Regions from separate parts of the Oryctolagus cuniculus genome. Here region 1 is linked to region 2. The links are chromatin contacts, called in public Micro-C maps. All regions are on one chromosome and are shown on one strand. The core of a region is the stretch at or near the end of the contact, and the rest is flanking DNA. Distances in the headings are between cores, read along the strand shown. Region 1 holds the start of NFAT5 (nuclear factor of activated T cells 5). Region 2 overlaps NIP7 (nucleolar pre-rRNA processing protein NIP7).

Evidence for each region. Hi-C and Micro-C count contacts between places; a contact is called where the count stands out from the background.
Region 1: a Micro-C map of ear pinna shows a contact between it and region 2, with 6 times the contacts expected there. The contact joins the promoter of NFAT5 here to the enhancer-like site in region 2. A contact is called at or near these places in 2 of 6 Hi-C or Micro-C datasets (ear pinna and skin fibroblasts).

The regions. Positions count from the first base shown.
Region 1 is chr18:52,666,517-52,670,413 of mOryCun1.1, reverse strand. It overlaps NFAT5 (nuclear factor of activated T cells 5), which reads right to left and starts at 2,310. Exons shown (of 15, transcript XM_070062635.1): 1 at 2,171-2,310. LOC127491369 (a long non-coding RNA gene) reads left to right here and starts at 2,358. Exons shown (of 2, transcript XR_007920033.2): 1 at 2,358-2,490.
Region 2 is chr18:52,482,000-52,486,517 of mOryCun1.1, reverse strand. The region is part of intron 5 of NIP7 (nucleolar pre-rRNA processing protein NIP7); the gene reads right to left. Among named protein-coding and RNA genes, the nearest start is that of TERF2, 13 kb to the right of the region's middle. Within about 2 kb of position 2,972, at least 2 of the 8 cell types and tissues checked have an H3K27ac peak or open chromatin away from gene starts, as enhancers often do. A contact at or near this core is called in ear pinna, where this site is marked.

The DNA.
Region 1 (3,897 bases), core at 1,061-3,560, 180 kb before region 2:
CCAATCTTAGTATGTGTTGGTGTCACTCTTTTAATTATATTCATCAGCTTAATGTTTGGGCCTTTTCACATTCAGTTTGTGTATAAAAAGCTAGAATTAAGCTTTGGAATTCTAAAGTAAAACACCCAACACATAATTTGTAATGATTTTTGTAGTGTTTTTTTGTTTTCTTAAAGTTTCTCAAAGCAGGTACAACAGCCAACAGCACATCAAACACAGCAACAAAACCCAATCAAACATTCAGCTGCCCTAAAAGAAGGATCAGGCTCTTTAGGAGAAAACATTGTGTGAGTTTGCAAAGTTTCACACTTTCCCATTTCAGAAATTCCATTTCAGAGAAAGCCTTTGCATACTAACACAATATGCTTCAAAAATGGCACTTTGCTGACCTTCCAATAGTCCAGCTCTATGAAAATTCTGTGATGGGTGTAACTTCAGAGAATCTGAAAAACACAAAAAGCATTAAGTACTTTTTATGCTGAATGAGAAAAAAATGCCAAGGATAGCATACATCTCTTAAATAATTGTCATGTATCATTGTGAGCTAAAGCCCATATTTATGAATATATTCCCTGCAAAAGGAAGGTTGAACTGCCTCTCCATTGGTCTCTAAGCTAAACTTAGATTTTCATAAAGCACTTGTTTCATGGAAAATTATCTGATTACTGCCCAAATGGTGTTAATGTCTTGACTATTTTTAGCACCCAATTGTACCACATTAGCCCTGCTCTAAGAATGATCTCTTGATGGTGTCTCTTCTTTTTGACACTCAAAACTACAATATTTCCAAGCTATTTCAGGTAATGATGTTCAAAAAACATACAGCAGGACAGTGGCTGCCAACTGAAGTCACTGAAGCAAGAGACAATGGCTACAGTTACTAAGTAGGACTCTGTGTACAAACTCAACCGCCAGTCTAGAAAGTCCAGTACCTTCCAGAGTAAGCCACCTCACTCCGATTCACTTAAACAACTTAAATACACTAATGTGAACCTGAAGTCCCCTTTGTTAGCTAGCACACGGTGGAAACTGCAGATGGATTCATCAAACCAGAATCAGGAGAAACGCCGAATTTCTCAGGAAGGGGGTTTACAGCGACAGGTTCTTTGCTTAATACGGAAACATGCACAGGTAAGAAGCCAGCTATGTCTTGTGCCCCTTTCCAGTGGTTTAAGGACTCATGTGTGCAGCGGGAGCATTTTGGTGTGCCGCCCCTCGTACAGGGAACCTGTTCTGACACATTCTTGTGGTGTCCAGTATAGGAATTTAACCCCAGTAGAGATCAACTCGAGTGTTAATATTTCGGATGCTGGGAATCCCCTGCAGGCCTTGACCAGAAGAGTTTTCAAATGAGACATCTCTGCCCGGTGCCCCCTCTCCACCACAAGCCCTGGAACAGCAGAGGAGAGAAAATTCTCAAAGGACAGCGTCTGTGTCTCAGCTGGTACTCCAGGGAGATGAGAGGAATAAAACTAATCCAGAGAGAGCACCCCTATCTGGGTAAAAGACAGGGAGAAGTAAGTAATTAGAATGCCACGGAGGTGGGGAGAGAAAAAAAGAAAATTCGGTCCCTTTCCAGCAACCCGATGACGGGGAAAGGAAGAACGGCCTGGCGGAGGGGGGGCCGTCCCAACACCGGGAGGGAGTGGACTAGGCCGGAGCGAGAGGGGGGTAGAACGACGGCGCACAAACAAGCTCGAGGGGAGAAAATGGTGATCCTGTACCCAGAACCGGCCCCAGGCCACGCCGCCCGCCTGGGGGCAACTTTGCCCGGGAGGAGGGTCCTGGTAAGGGGAGCTGCGGCGCCCCGGGGAATCGCTGCGGCCCCCGCGCGGGGCCCAGCCCGAGCGATCCCCGAGCTGTAGAGGCCCGGGCCGGCTGCGCCGACGGCTGCACGGAGCCATCGGTGCCGCAGAGACCCGGGGGCCGACGGAATCCGGGCCCCGAGCCGCCCGCGGCTCCGCGGGGGAGGGGCCGCCGCTCCTCCGCTCGCCCCCTCCACTACCACCACCACCATCACCCCGACCCCGGCGGCTCCGCGCCCCGGCCAGGGAGGCTTCCCCCGGGACCGGGCCTCTCCACCCCCACCCCCGGACGGGACCCCCGGAGCACCCTCGCGCCCCGGCTCCCCGCCCCCACGCCCCACCCCCCACCCCCCAGCCTGACTCACCTCGCGAGTACAGGGACTTGGGCGATTCCAGGTCTAGGTCCGCGCTGAGCAATGAGATGAAGTCCGAGGGCATCGCAGCTCGACCCAGCCCGGCCCGGGGGCAGCGGGAGGGGGGGAGCGGCGGTGGCGGCGGCACCTCCTCTCCGGGACCGCGGGCACCGAACCGGGGGTGGCCAGCGAGGGCGGCTGCTGCTGCCTCCTCCTCCTCCTCCTCCTCCTCCTCGAGGGCAGTGACTTCCACCGGGCCGAGGAACGGAGAAACGGCGGCGGGCTCCGCAGAAAACTCCAAAGAGACGGATTCCCGGCGAGCCAGGAGAGAGGTTCGGGGCGGGGAAGGGGTGGGGGGAGAGCCAACGGGTCCGTTTCTTGCTTCTCCTCAGCGAGAACTGACTGTCGCCGCCACCGCCGCCGCCGCTGACAGGAATCTGAGCCCCGCCCCCCCGCGGGGCACTGCGCAGGCGCGGAGGGGGGCGGCCGCGAGCCGGGAAGAGCCGGGCAGCCGCCGGAGGGCGGAGAGGCGCGCCACGGAACAGCATCAACAAGGGCCTCGCTTCCTGCCGCCGCGGCCCGGGCTGCCGTTCCCGAGCCGGGAGCGGGCCCCACCGCCGGGGAGGGAGGGGAGGGAGGCGGGGAGGTGTCCGAGCGCTGGGGCCCCGAGGAGGGAAAAGGTGGTTGCGGCGACCTGGCGACGGCGAACCTGAGGCGGCCGGCCCGGCTCGGGCACAGGAGGGACCCCCGAGATTGGTGGCTGCCGGGGAGGGGGGGTCCCCAGGGGAATGGGGTGTTCTCGCTCGGACGGACCAGGGTCTTCGTAGACACGTCTACACTGCATTGGCCCAAGGACTGTCGCTCTTGTTTCTTGATGAGGAAATGGCAGACCGTGTTCTGAAAATTTTGAGTTACTGGGTTTTTTTCCTCGATTTTTTTTTTTTTTTTTTTAATTCAAGTTCCTTCTCCCCCTCTTCCCTCTCTTCCCCACCCGGGCCTTTGGCGGCTGAAAGGTTTAAAAGCGATCTCCCTTGTTCTGGAACGTCTGGGTTTATTCGTAGTGGGAGATAGAAGACAGTTTAAAAATTGGATCGGGTCACTCTACCTGGCTGTGGCAGAGAGGAGAAGAAAAAAAGGAAAACCCAAACCCTGCGCTTCCAGTGTTTCACTTGTGGACTAGGCAAGGATGGGGAAGAACACACAGAACTGAGTTTTTAGCTGTTCTGTTCGTGGGGCTGAAAGTTTCCGTTGCAAACACAAAATCCTCACCTACACCACAGGCTGTTTCCTGACTCTATTTAATAGACTTCTGGGAAATTTTTAATCAAGTTATTAAAATATCAATTGGAGTGCGGGGTGTGCATCCTGGGAAATAATTTTCATCTTGTGTGGATTATTGATGCCACGTGGGCCAGGTTTTGAAACTATTCGAGTTGGGTTAGTTCTTGTTATCCCCCCCCCCCCAGGATAGTTACAAGTCATAAATATGCAGTTTGTTGTTTTCTTTTTCATATGTATATTTAAATTATAGAGCCCCACCCCCCACCCCTGAATCTGGCCATTTCATCTGGACTTGGAGTGTTGGGTCTGGGGGAAGAATCTCAGAGCCAAGAAGGCCCCCATGCAAGTGTCTGGGGTGGGGCCCTGTACAGTTCTACCTGCAGACCTAGAATTTAAACTTGTGTTACCACAGCCTCCCCATCTCTACATCTGGACACCTGATGCAAGTTGCCCAATTA
Region 2 (4,518 bases), core at 1,723-4,222:
TTGGGGCGCCGGATTCTGTCCCGGCTGCCCCTCTTCCAGGCCAGCTCTCTGCTGTGGCCAGGGAGTACAGTGGAGGATGGCCCAAGTGCTTGGGCCCTGCACCCCATGGGAGACCAGGAAAAGCACCTGGCTCCTGGCTCCTGCCATTGGATCAGCGCGGTGCGCCGGCCGCAGCGCGCCGGCCACGGCGGCCATTGGAGGGTGAACCAACGGCAAAGGAAGACCTTTCTGTCTGTCTCTCTCTCTCACTGTCCACTCTGCCTGTCAAAAAAATAAAAATAAAAAAAATAAAGCAGCACTCTCGTAGAGGGCATCAAGGACAGCTCGGAGGGGGTCTGTGACTCGGGTGCTTAAATATGTGCAGGTACGGTCCAGCTCATGCAAGCGGGAGAGATGCGTGCCTCCTCGGAAGAGCCCAGCTTCTCGCCGGAGCAGGCAGAGCCCTCCGACCCTGCCAGGCCCCTCCTGTTGGGGAGGACCAAGCAGCAAGAACAGAGACTTGCTGTGGTTAAAAGTTAACTTGTGTTTGTTTCTCTACAACTGGCTGCTGTTTAACTTGGCCAAGGCAGAGGAGATTGTTTTGTAAGCCCGTGTGTGGTTTCTGAACACCAGCCTGGCGACCTTTACACACACGCTGAACGTTCACAGAGTGGGAGAGCTCTTGTTCTCCCTCAGTGAGCTGAATAAATACCAACGTGCTCCCCCTCCCATCACCACCCCAAAACTATTCTTTGATCTGCACTAAAGATAAACTGGTAATAATTCATGCTGTTCAGCTAAGGGTTGTAAAGCAGATTCTTGGATAAGCCAATTAATTTTGGAGAGCACTGGGGCTTGCTTCTTCCTGATACTAATTTGGAGTCATAAAGCCTTAGTATTTTGAGACGAAAAGAGAATTTTTAAAGACGATTTCGGCAAGCCCTCTGAACTTACTGGAAATTGAGAGCTCCCGAGAGAGAAGAGGCGGTTCGGACTCAGGAGAGATGTTAATACGGAACCATCGAGAGTGTGTTTCTTACAGCAGTGCCCACAGCTTCTTACGTTAAGCTTTCTATCTCTGTTGCTTTTTGTTTCCTTTGTGATCCTGGTGATCCAAGGACAGCATTTGGGGTTGAAACTGGAAACGCATGGAAGCTAACTCTCTGTTTTGCACCGACACTGACTGACGTCAGACTTATTTCAGAATCACTGCTACCCCCTGCTGGAAGTTTAAAATCCCACAGGCTCACAAGGCTAAAGGGAATTTTTGCAATAGTTAAAAAATGTTGAAGTCGTATTTCCTTAGGTTAAAAATGTTTAAAAACATGAAAGGATATAAAGAGAAGAGCAGAGAGCAAAATCTTCCTTCCCTCAGTCCCACTTTCCAGGGCTGACTGTCCTTAACATTTTAAAAGACGTTCTGCCACAATGTTTTCTTCTAATATACTTTTTAAAAAGATGTCTGCTCTTTTCTTTTTTCTTAATTTATTTGAGAGGTAGATTTACAAACAGAGAGAGAGAGAGAGTCCTTCCATCCGCTGGTTCACTCCCCAAATGGCTGCAACAGCCAGGGCTGGGCCAGGCCAAAGCCAGGAACCAGGAGCTTCTTCCTGGTTTCCCACACGGGTGCAAGGGCCCAAGGACTTGGGCCATCTTCCACTGCTTTTCCAGGCCATAGCAGAGAGCAGGATCCGAAGAGGAGCAGCTGGGACACGAACTGACACCCATATGTGATGCTGGCACTGTAGGCGGAGGCTTAGCCTACTATCCTACAGCACTGGAACGCTACTAATATACTTGTATATGCACAAATTGTCTTCAAGAAGTTCTTAGAAAATGTGTATTAGTGAAAAACTTTTCAGATTTAAAAAAATATTTCTGCAAGAAAATAAACTTGTCCATTCTATTTTCTATGAACTTTTTGGAGATACCCTTGTAGATGTTTATGCCTGTGTATATAACTTTTAAAGCATACACAAAAAAGGACAATATTGCATACAATGTTTTGTAAGTTGTTTTCCTCTTTTGGAGCAGGTCACACTCAAAGGTTTCCTTAGTTAAAACAAACAAACAAAAGTGTTGAACATCTTTTCAAAGCAGTACACTCATACATCAACAAATCCTCCCCCCGTGTGCCTTCGGTCTGACGGACTAACAGGCAAATCTCTCTGAGAGTAGGCACTCGGCTGTTTTGCTGCTATTACACCTGATTCTGCTAATGGGATGATGCACCATAAAATGTGTTTCATGAAAGGGACATCTGCCTAGTTTCAGGTATTTCTATTTTTTTTCCATCATGGGCATAAGAAGAGATAGTTTTGGGTACTTCTGTTCCAAAACTGCTGCCCTGAGTGTGCTTGTGCCTGTACTCATAGCACAGGAGAAAGTGTAGGGTCAAATGGCATGTGAACTGTGACCACCAAGGGTGCCATGATTCCCATACCTGATGGGGCATCAAAACTGGAATTCCAGAGAGCTTAAAATACATAGGCTGAGGCCGGCACTGTGGCATAGTGGCTAAAGCCGCTGCCTGCAGTGCCAGCATCCTATATGGGCACTGGTTCGAGTACCAGCTGCTCCACTTCCAATCCAGCTCCCTGCTATGGCCCAGGAAGGCAACAGAAGATGGCCCAAGTCCTTGAGCCTCTGCACCGACATGGGAGACCTGAAGGAAGCTCCTGTCTCCTCCTGGCTTTGGACTGGCAACGCTCCAGCCATTGCAGCCATCTGGGGAATGAGCCAGCGAACGGACAACCTCTCTCTCTCTGCCTCTGCTTCTCTGTAACCCTGCCTTTCAAACAAACAAATAAATCTTTAAAAAAAAATAATACAATAAATACATAGCTACCTTTGTACACCCCTCTCCATTCTAACTCAGCAGGCGGGGGAGGGCCCAGAATCCCTTCAGTGGGAGCTCCCTCAGCAATGCAAGACCGGGCACGGCCACACCCCCTGTCCAATTCTGGCTACACGGCAGCAGATGGGAATGTGCTCCTGTAGCCTAATCTTAATGTGGTTACTCACTGGTTACTCACCTGATGGTTATCAACAGTGTCTGCTGAGTGCGAGACCCTGTGCTCTTTGTCCCAGAGGCAAGGTTGTGCTGCGGGCGTGGCAGGCATTTCACCACCCATGGGTGGCGGTGCTTCGGGTGAGTGGGTGAGTTTGATGGCAACACGTCGGCCCTGGCTGGGGTTTGGGGAGGGAGCAGAGTGTGGGTGAAACTCTGGAATCCTGCAGCACTGCAGCGGCAGGAATTTTAAAAAGGCCCAGCCCTGGACTTGGTGACAGGTTTCTGTGTCTAACCCGCGGCCAGCAACACTACTCGATCTTCCCTGCCAGCCGGCATGGGGGGCAGGGCACAGTCCTTTCCCTCTGGGCCCTTCTAAGCCACACAAACTACAAGGGGATGAAATCCACGTGGGAAATGTGCCACGGACATCTAACAGATCCCCACAGAGTTCCCCATCACTCGTGACCCACCCAAAAGCCATGTTCCCTGGACTTGTCCTCTGGCAGTCTCTGTCTCCAGGGGGTGTGCTCCCTGGCACTTGAAATTAACAGCAAAGGAAAAAAACGGCTGCTGCCACTGCTCCCCGAGGCCTCCATGTCAGAACATCCAGCTGCTTTACTGAGCCATCCCACCGGGTTCTCCCCATGGTGCAGGCAGCTCGGAGAAGCTGACAAACCATACAGAGGCCACAGGTTCTCAGGAGAGTAGCCGTCAACCTTTCTTGTTTGCACACTCTATTACTTAACAAGGTCGGAAAACTATCTCCAAAAACAGGTCCCCGCCTCTGTGGCCACATAATTTATAATAAAAGTAGGAAAAGGAGATATTTTTAATAAATGGTGTGGGAATAGATGGATACCCATATGGGGAAAAAAAAAAAAAAACACGAAACTAGATCCTATTCCATACCATTTGCAAACAACAAATTCAGGTAGAGGGGCCGGCATTGTGGTGCAGCGGGTTAAAGCCCTGGCCTGCAGCACTGGCGTCCCATATGGGCACCGGTTCGAGTCCTGGCTATTCTACTTCCAATCCAGCTCTCTGCTATGGCCTGGGAAAGTAGTAGAAGATGGCCCAAGTGCTTGGGCCCCTGCACCCGTGTGGGAGACCTGGAAGAAGCTCCTGGCTCCTGGCTTTGGATCAGCTCAGCTCTGGCCATTGCGGCCATTTGGGGAGTGAACCAGCAGATGGAAGACCTCTCTCTTTCTGGCTCTACCTCTTTCTTTCTGTAACTCTGTCTTTCAAATAAATAAAATAAATCTTAAAAAACAAAATCAGATAGAAAAAAGGTTTAAATGTGAAAGACAAAAATCAACAACTTTTTAGAACACAACGTAGAAAATACCTTCATGACTTCTGAATAGGAAAGAATTTTTTTTTATCTTTTTTTTTTTTTTTTGACAGGCAGAGTGGACAGTGAGAGAGAGAGACAGAGAGAAAGGGCTTTCTTCCGTTGGTTCACTCCCCAAATGGCTGTTACGGCTCACACTGCACCAATCTGAAGCCAGGAGCCAGGTGCTTCTCCT